2 separate regions of the Sus scrofa genome follow, and region 2 is linked to region 1. The links are chromatin contacts, called in public Hi-C maps. All regions are on one chromosome and are shown on one strand. The core of a region is the stretch at or near the end of the contact, and the rest is flanking DNA. Distances in the headings are between cores, read along the strand shown. Region 1 overlaps SNX9 (sorting nexin-9). Region 2 overlaps LOC106506439 (a long non-coding RNA gene).

The links. A called contact is a pair of places that touch in the nucleus more often than the background predicts.
Region 2: a contact with region 1 is called in a Hi-C map of retroperitoneal adipose tissue, with 3 times the contacts expected there. The contact joins two enhancer-like sites. A contact is called at or near these places in 2 of 5 promoter capture datasets (fetal liver and liver), 34 of 47 Hi-C or Micro-C datasets (adipose tissue, alveolar macrophages, blood and 16 more) and 2 of 2 datasets of contacts at active chromatin or transcription factors (alveolar macrophages and skeletal muscle).

Annotation. Positions count from the first base shown.
Region 1 is chr1:9,192,805-9,197,706 of Sscrofa11.1, forward strand. SNX9 (sorting nexin-9) reads right to left here. Exons shown (of 18, transcript XM_003353171.4): 2 at 2,535-2,621. It also overlaps the pseudogene LOC102162833. Among named protein-coding and RNA genes, the nearest start is that of SNX9, 44 kb to the right of the region's middle. Within about 2 kb of position 2,762, at least 8 of the 83 cell types and tissues checked have an H3K27ac peak or open chromatin away from gene starts, as enhancers often do. A contact at or near this core is called in retroperitoneal adipose tissue, where this site is marked.
Region 2 is chr1:9,287,774-9,292,675 of Sscrofa11.1, forward strand. It overlaps LOC106506439 (a long non-coding RNA gene), which reads right to left. Exons shown (of 5, transcript XR_002342376.1): 5 at 1-336. Among named protein-coding and RNA genes, the nearest start is that of SNX9, 51 kb to the left of the region's middle. Within about 2 kb of position 2,423, at least 18 of the 83 cell types and tissues checked have an H3K27ac peak or open chromatin away from gene starts, as enhancers often do. A contact at or near this core is called in retroperitoneal adipose tissue, where this site is marked.

The DNA.
Region 1 (4,902 bases), core at 1,512-4,011:
AATACTGTTCAAAATTTTAAATTCTTAAGCCTTCTTTGCACCAGAAAATGATGTAATCTAAAAACAAGAAAAAGCAAACTTCAACAATAATTGATCAAAGATTGAAAAACAGGATATTAATAGAATGGCATGATTTTATAATTCTTTTCTATTTGCTGGTCTGTGGTAGATTAAAAAATGGTTTGCAGCTCCGACTGTCAAGAGGTAAAAAGCACACCCCCCTTTCTAGAGTCTGCACTGACCTTTGGCCAACAGAACGCGGTAGAGGAGTTCTCGTTGTGGCTCAGTGGTAATGAACCCGACTAGAATCTATGAGGACGTGGGTCCAATCCCCGGCCTCACTCTGTGGGTTAACAACCGATCCGGCATTGCCATGAGCTGTGGTGCAGGTTGAGAATGTGGCTTGGATCCTGCATTGCTGTGGCTGTGGTGTAGGCCGGCAGCTGTAGCTCTGATTTGACCCCTGGCGTGGGAACCTCCATATGCCACAGGTATTGCCCTAAAGAAAAAAGGGGGAAAAAAAAAAAGAAGGAGGTAGAGGTAACATGGGGTGAGTTCAGGGCCTTTCCTCAAGAGGCTTTTTGGTACACTTCTCCTTGCTCTTTTTTCCAAAAGAGCTGCTATGAGGATAAATTTGGACAAGGCCTAATCTCTCCACTGCCCCTTCCAAGGCAGCCCACAGCCAGCAGGAGAACCGCCAACACGAGGCCACACTGGAGGGCCCTGCCCCAGCCTCACACTGGTGACGGGCCCATCAGGAGAGCCATCTGGCTGACCTGAGATTCCCAAAGCAATGACAATCAAGTATTTGTTCAAGCTACTAAGCTTTGGGATTGCCTGGTATTGAGGAAAAACAACTGGTCCATGCTTTTGTAGCTCTTCCGGGTAAGTCATAGCAATAAACTAAAGAACCAAATACTCCATACCAAGATTCCTGTTTTTCAGTATAACCTTAGCAAAGTCCTACTTCTCCCCTTAAAATAGTAAGCATTGTCTTAAATTCATAAACCGTACCCTAGTCAATAACTACCCAAATCTAGATGACAGTCTTTCTAAAAGTCCCTTAAGCCACAACCTTGTCAATTTTTGACCACAACAGCAACTTAAAAAATGCTTTATCAAGAAATGAAGAATACTTCATTTAAAACAAAATTCAATGGGAGATAAAAGAATCTTTAATCTCGTCTGTGATTAAAAATAGAAGCTATTTACTTATATAATCTGGTATATTATCTGGTATATTACCTAAAACTACCAATATATTTTCTAACTAGTAATTCTTTAAAAAAACAATAGGTATAAAAAAATACTATCACGACTGAGAAATGGCCGTCTTCTCGGTCACTCCCCGCTCTCCTTCCCCGGCTCTGTGCCGTCCTCGGCCCCAGCCGGTGGGGCAGGTGCAGCCCCTCCTCCCTCCTCGGAGGCTCCTGGCACCTTTCTTCACATGCTTCCTCCCGAATGCGTCCAGAGGGCCGGCCTGTCTCCAGTCCTCATTTCTAGCTCTGCCTTTCTATTTCTAACCTCATGCAAAGCTCTAGGGTAGGGGTGACTACTTACTAGTCTCTAAATTCAACACTGAAAAAAATAAGCTCATTTAATCTTTCCGAAGAAGCGCTTCTTCCTGACTTTCATGCTTTAATAAATCCATCGTTTCCTCAGGTACAAAGGCCAGAAACCTCAGGGATCCTTTCTCACCAAGAGTATCGAACTGGGCACCGAGTCCCCCGTCTTCCCCTGGCTGCCCCATCCAACTCTGTACGGCCTCCTGCGTCTCTCTTCTTTCTACTCCCGTTGCCACCACCCAGTCAAGATCCTAGACTCCAGCCGCACCAACCCATTCACTTCCTTGAAGTGCAGGTTTCATCACGTCACCTCCCTACATTATCAACAATGACACCACGCAGTGAATCCACTACCTCCCAGATGAAACCCAAGTCTAGAGCTGTCGCCTGGCCCATGGGGCCTGCTTGTCTGCCTCTCAGAGCCTGTTTTCTTAGCCCGTCTCCTACTGTGTATATATACCACACTCCAGGGACACTTGTTTACAAGAGCGTCCCCAGCAAAGAAGAAAAAGCAGGGCTTAAAGGCCAAGAGATGTGGTTTCCAATCCCTGTTTTGCCACTTATGAGCGCCACCCTCATCAGTAAAAAGAGATGAAAAGCACCAACCTCACAGCGTTCAAGAAGAGACAGAGATCAAAGAGCATATGTGTGCACTGTACTGGGCCAAACACCGACCCCAGGCCGTCAGAAAACGGAGCTGAGGCTGCTGATCACTTTCCAACCTCTACGCCCGCGTCCGGCTGGGATCTACCGGGGCTGCGGCTCCAGTTCTGCCTCATGGAACCCCAGCCAGCTATTTTTAAGGAGGTCTTAATTGTTCTCAATGTTTATATAACAGATGATTATCCCACCATCAACAATGCAGACACAACAGGAAAAAAATTCGTGTGGGTTTGAACGATTAACCCCAAAAACAAAATCTTAAAAAGAAGTCCTTAAGGGCCAGATTTACAGGTAACGTTTTCTTACTGGATTTGTAATTGTGATGATCTCTCCTTCACTGACTGTCAGTTCATTATTTCCAGGCTCAGCAGCAAAATCGTACATGACCCGAGCCTATTGGGAATAGAGAGGGAAAAAAAAGGAAGTTGTAAGTGTAAAGTTAACAGTATGAAAACCACCACCGCCATTCACTCTGCAACGTGCCGGTGTGAACGACACTCATGACAGGGCCTGTGGTTGTTTTGGAACAAAGGAAGACATGTCACCAAAATGATTCATGAGCCCTCCTGGGGCTCTCGGGAAGGCGTGCGTGCGCGGCTGCCCACACTGCACGCGGGGATCGGCCCCCAGGGTGTTCAAAATACACCCATGTCACCGAGAGGGGAAAGCCGGCCTTCCCTGCAGCGGGGCGAAGTGGTGATTCCGTTGTCCACCCTGGAAACCCTCACTCGGGGCGGAGGGCCCTCCCTACAGACACTCGGACGTGCGCACACCTAAGATGCAGAGTCCTGAGATTAACCCCTTGCTACTGAACGCACTCCTCCTCCTCTTTTTTTTTTGCTTTGCTTTTTATGGCCTCATCTGCGGCATATGGACGTTCCCACGCTAGGGGTAGAATTATGGCTGTGGCCTCTGGCCTACACCACAGCCACAGCAACACCAGGTCCAAGCCGCATCCGCGACCTACACCACAGCTCACGGCAACGGCAACACCGGATCCTCAACCCACGGAGCGAAGCCAGGGATCGAACCTGAGTCCTCATGGATGTTAGATTCATTTCCACTGAGCCACAACGGGAACACCTTGTGGCCTACCTTATAGAAGGAAGTCCTTCTTAAAAATTGGAGATCACAGCTGCCTAGGAAACATACAGTTTGTCATAATAATAAATAAATAATGAAAGCAGCGGTTTGTCCTAGGAGGCAAAGTGAAGTCTGCCTACAGGGCTAGTCACACGGGACTAAAGGAAGTGCATCATTTAACAAGTATTTGCCTCACTCCTGCCATATGGTCAGAAGCGTGCGAGGCCCCTGTGCTGGCCGGTGCCCTTTCTCCACACCTGCTTCATGATGCCTGGAGTCCTTGTGACAAGGATCAAGGATTCATAGCCAGCGACGGAACATTAGGGGGGAAAATACCATTTACTTTGAAATACATCCAAAGTAATAAGATGAACTAAAGATAAAGAAGTAAAACCTTATGTATAGACTCTAGATGGCGGGTTTATGGTGTTCAATGGGAAATGATTTCACCTTTTCCTCGTTTGAAAATTTTCCTAACAAAATGTTGGAAACAAATAAATGGCAGTGGAGTTCCCTTCGTGGCTCGGCAGTCAATGAACCCGACGAGTATCCATGAGGACGTGGGTTCAAAGCCCAGCCTTGCTCAGTGGGTTAAGGATCCAGTGTTGCCGTGAGCTCTGGCGTAGTTTGCAGATGTGGCTTGGATCTGGCATTGCTGTGGCTGTGGTGTAGGCCGGCAGCTGTAGCTCTGACTGGACCCCTAGCCTGGGAACCTCCATATGCCGAGGGTGTGGCCCTAAAAATCAAAGCCAAAGAAAAAAAAAAAAAGAAAAAAACGGCAGAGTGCATTCTATCTGTCAAGAAACAGCATCGGCTCCTTTACACTGGGAGGCTGGGAAGGGGACTGAGCGCCAGACTGCAGGCAGGGTGAGAATCCTGGAAGCAGTACAGGTCTCCTTAGGCCACACCACAAAGGACAAGGAAACCATGCCGAGGAATTTTTCTCACACAGCCGCAGGAGTGTACAGCATTCTCCTTGTCACAATGAGGACTAATTTTTTCTAAGACATGTCACACTAACCTCAACCCTTCATGCAAGGAGGGCAGATGAAGGATAAAGGCCTGGGGAGAGAGAGGAGGGTCCCCGAGCCAGGACACCCCCCAAGACAACCAGCTTCCTGGGGGTGGGGGGCTGGGGTGCCGACAAGAGGAGCCTGCTGCTTTGTTTTTGCTCCCTAACGATCCTGGGTGACAATTTTTTGGACCCAGTTTAAGGCAATGAGCCCACACACAGAATATCAACGCCTCTTGTTTACTAGACTGACAACGTGGTGAAACAGAATGTGAAACAAGTCAAAAATAAAAAAACGGAAACTCCCTTACACATTTAGACATTACTGAACATTTACCCACGGAAAAATGTCTATAAACACTGTTGGTTTATTTAAAACGTTGACTTAGGACTTTTTTCTTTTAACCTAGAGATGCTTCTTAAAAATTAGAACTGAGACTAATTTTAGAAAAAAAAAAAATTTAAAAAGCACATCCCCAAATGAGCGTAACATGTCAACAGGCGGAAAAAACAAAATCATTCAGCCTAGAGGTGCAACTCTTCCAAAGTTTAGGCAAGGCTGGAAAGCTCTGGACGGCT
Region 2 (4,902 bases), core at 1,173-3,672, 95 kb after region 1:
TGGGGAACCCTGACCTTATTATCACACATTCGAGGTGGAAATGACGTCATTAAACTGATTTACAAAAGCCACATACAGAAACCAGTGTAATTTGTTTTTTTTTTTTTTTTATTCTCAGTGCAGTGACGTTTGCTTCCTCTATACATTTACAGCAAAGGTTTTCGGACTTGGCCGGGGTGGGGGAGAGAGCCAGCTTCTGACAGCACATCTGTCTCCTGGTTTTTGCTTCTGTAATTTTATACTTTCTCCTCAGTATCACCCGAGGAGAAAGCCTTCCTTCTTAGGCATCATCAGGGTGAAGGTTGTGTTTCTTTGCATCCATCAGCCTTTCCAATGCTGAAAGCCAACCAACGAGCACGAGCAGAATCATGGTTTGGAAATAGATTCAGAGGGGCCCGGGGATGGGAAATAACCAGAGCAGTTTATTTTAGATCCAGAATATCAGAATTAAAACTGTCTTAATTTAGCACAGGAACTGGCTCGAAAATAGACCTGAAAAAGCACGTACAGAGCAAGCATCAATTTGCATCATATGCGCAGGGAACTTTAAACAGCAGCCCGGACAACGTCCGTGTGTCACTTTTCTGAAAAGGACCAAAGTGAGGTTAATGAGCCTTGACACCTGCTCTGCCTTCTTTCTCTGCTGCAAAAATCCTGCCTGGTGAGATTCTGGCACGTTGCACAGAGACTGTATTTGGAGAATGAGAGGCAGCGCGGCTGGGTGGTTTGTGTGACACACAAGAGATGTGTGATCCTAGATGTGCTAGTCATTCCTTGAGATACTTGCTCATGTTTCTCACCCTGCAAGGTGTCCGGGATACAATTTCACACTACCTCACCTCGGTGTTTTGAGGAATTGCCAGTAAGACAGATGGCCAGGCCCATGGGAGATGTAAGCTGTGAATGGGCGCCGAGTGTTGGGCCACTGGGATCGGGCAGGTGTGGGGAGAGGGGGTGACTCATGGGGAGGCGGGGTTCCACGTGGGTGAGAAGCTTACCTGGGGTCTCTCCGGGTAGGAAACGTGAGTCACCCGTGTTGGGGAGAGGAATTTCCCCCTCTGCCCCTCTTGAGCTTTTGTGGCTGGACTAATAATAAACCTGACCCAAGACAGATAAACAGACGAGAAAGGAAACAGTCTCACGAATGAGGAGGTTTCACAGACTTGGGGCCTGAGAAGCAGCCAGGCAGGCGGCTCTTACGCCTTTTAGACAAAGGAACCATCAACTTGTGGGGAGTTGACAGGACAAAGAAACTTAAGGTTTTAGGTGCTCGGTGAGTCAAGAATCTAAACAGAGTGTGGGCTTGTGGCAGAAAGTCGACCAAGCCACAGGCTGGTTTATACTGGCTTCTCGGCCCCGAGTTCTTTATCTCTGGTGATAAGGGTATCTTTCTACCTCCAGACACAGAGAGGGCACCTTTCGCAGCAGAGATTTATTTCCTGCTTTCAGGGAGACAGAAAGGAAGGTCAGAGTGTCCCTTTGTGCTGGCCATTTCTTAAGCAACTTTAATTCAAAACAATCGGTGTGCCATATTTTGGCATATTTGGGGGTGGCCTGCCCTGGGCCCATGCACTAGATTCTTGCTCCCGACCTGGCCCGCTCCTGGGTCAACCATCTGAATCCCAGAACCATCTCGAAGGCTGGTGTGTTCACATCTCATGGGTCCTGCTTCCTCCTCCGCCTTAGCCTGTTTACTAAGCGCAGGTTAGGAAGGGGAGCAGGAGCTTCTTCGTGGTGCTCCGTCTTTGCCTTTCGTATTGAAATGTCACCCAGAAGTAGTGGAGCTCTATGTGGAAAATCTCTTTTCTCTTTTGTTGTTTCAGGCCCACACCTGCAGCCTTTGGAAGTTCCTGGGCTAGGGGGTCAAATTGGAGCTGCAGCCGCTGGCCTGCACCACAGCCACAGCAATGCTGGATCCTTTAGCCCACTGAGCAAGGCCAGGGATCGAACCTGCATCCTCACGGACACTAGGTGGGGTTATTAACCCTCTGAGCCACACGGGAACTCAGGAAAAGCTCTTTCCTGCAGGGAGGGTCCAGCCAGGGAGCACAGGGCAGCTCCCTCCGCCCTCTTCCCCTCGCCCCTACAGCAGAGGAGCCTACTCAGCATCAAAGAAGGAGGAGAGGAGGCAGTGTGTCGCCCATTGTCACCATGTCAACACCAGCATCCTCTGAAGAGAACTTTCCGTCCTTTCTCAGGTAGCGAGGCAGAAAGCCCATGTTTTACACGGCCGTGGAGAGTCTGCAAGGCCGGAGCGCTTCCTGTGTTTGCTTTTCCATCTGTTCTGGGAGCTTCGGTGGGGTTCACAGGATTTCCACCACCCCCCTTTACAGAAAAACATTCACTCTTCAAAAACGCAGCCAAGCCAGTGAAAAGAGAAGAGGCTTCTGGCGCGAATGGACGCTGCCAGTTGGCAGGTGCAGCTCCCAGGCCTGACTCCCCCGCTCCGGGACGGACCTTGCAGCTCGGAGCTGGGGAGAGGCGCTGGCCTGCCCCGGGATCACGGCTGCCTCGGATCTTCCTTCCCACTTTGCTTCCTGGGGTGAGGCCCAGCCTGGGGCAGCCCTGACCTGGCTCTTCTCCCAGGTTCCAAGCCTTGGTTCTCACTTAGAGGCCCCCCGACGTTTCCGAGCACACTGTCTCTGCAGTGGGGACTGAAGGTGCTGATCCAAACCTCGTGTGACCTCCTCAGAGAAGCTCGTGCTGGGCCCCACGCTCCCTCTTTCTGGATCCTGAGGAACTGAAGCAGCCCCTGAACTTCACAATGCGCATGGCCCCTTCTTCCTACGTCTGATTCCACCAGCCCAGGGAGCAGCTCATTAGCCCCATTTTACAGCCAGGGAAACTGAGCCTCAGAGCAATTGAGCAGAATACGTGTAAGGTCACACAGGTGAAATGCAACAGCGCTTGCTTCTAGATCAACCCTTCCACGTCCTGCATGCTTCTGTCTTTTTAAAAATCCCTTTGCATGCTTAAAACCTTTCTGCTCTGCAGGGCAAAATGTTAGAATAATAGCAAAGGGGTGACTCATAAGCACCTTCTGACTTATTTTATTGCATATACCAAACAAGGCTCTCGACAAGTCCTTTCCGAGAACATATTCCATCTTTAAGAAAGCTCATAAGCTCCAAGTGTAACAGACAGCACCTCAGGAACCCTTGATATAGGCTGGTGTCTGAATGGAAAAACAAGAGTGGCTTCAACGCTCTGAAAATAAGTGATTCTATGAAACTAACACCGAGAAAAGGAACCCAAGAAATATGCGTCAGCTCTTCTCATACAATCAACTGATTACCTAGAACGTTGTCAAAAATACATGTGTTTGAGGGTCCCTCGGGAGCAGTCCGCCCCAAAGGACTATTTCTTCACTGCCACTGTTTAGAACTGCCACATCCGGCGATAATAAAAAGCGGGCCAATTCGTCGGTTTTCCTCTGATTTGTTAATTCTCTACAGACCAGGCACCCACCTCCCACGGTTCCCACCTCCTACCCAGTACACCAAGTGTGACCAGTGATTCGAGTTACCCCGATTGCATCGTTTTGGAATTATTTTAATTGGGTTTTTTTTTCCTTAAATAAATAAACCTCACTTCCCCTGCTTGGTGGCCATATCCTGCCCTTCCTAGTTTGGCTCCCATGCCCCAGCTCACGCAGGCAGGAGGCAATGAAAACGGAAGCTCCCCTCCCATGTGGGAGTGGGGGATGGGCTAATCTGCTGCTGCCCCCACCCCCACTTCGGCAGAGTTCGGGTAATGGGTCGGGTAACATTGGTCTCTGCCCAGCCCGGGGTTTTTTCCTGGCCCTGAAGTCCAGCCCTGAGTGTCAGGCCAGGTAATTGGTACCCCAATCCCTGCCACCTACTCCCCGCCCCACCTCCCCATCCCCAAATCCTCTGGCTCCTCACTGGCTGGCCCCTACATCGACCTGGAGAGAACTCCCTAGAGAGGTGATGCCAGCATCCCCTGATGCCAAGAACTATCCCGCCGAAACCCTCCGCCGTCAGCCCCTCTCCCACACCAGCCTCACCACAGTGACTGGATCATGACTGGATCAACGTCACCCCCTGCGGGAGCAGCAGCACCTGCTGGCCTGGTTTCAGTGGTGAGCTAGTAAATGCCACACCCAGCTCTCTGGAAGACCTGAGCCCGGAACCGAAGCATTTGCACCTGGTCTGTACACTCCCACCATGGCCAGTCTCAGGCTCCCACCACGATCTCACTGAGTGTGGGGCAGGAAGAGATGGACAGCAAAACATCGTTCTAGAGTATTCCTGCCACCCAGATATAACAGATGTCAATAACCTTGACGGCTGAGAAAACAGTTACATGTAAGTCATTAGAAAGTGATGAGTTTCAGGTGTTTATAACCTTTGTTTTTAGGATAATTTATTCAACTTTCAGGTTTATATAACTTCCTTCTAAAAAATGGCTATGTTTAACACCCACTTGCAGAATTCCTGAAGGCTTGACAATTGATTCTCTCGGGCCAGCTTGGGGCCAGCCCCCCGTCCCCCCATCACTGCCGAGCGTGTCTCTCAGGCCCCACCCTCCGTGGCTTCAGCTGTACTTCATCCACGCTGCCAGCCATCTGCAGGAGCTGGGTGCCCACTGGCCAGGGCCAGGTGACTTCTGCCCTCCTGGTGGCTAAACTCAGTGCCTAAACTCAGATTTTATTCTGCCTGGCCCTCCAGGGGCCGGGGTCCCCCCTCCACCTTGAAACTCTCCAACACCAGTCTTCCTTGCCATTCTTTTTCTTTCTTTCTTTTTTTTTTTTTTTGCTTTTTAGGGCCACACTCACAGTATATGCAGGTTCCCAGGCATGGCAATGCCAGATCCTTAGCCACTGAGCAAGGCCAGGGATTGAACCTGCATCCCCATGGATGCTAGTCAAATTCATTAACC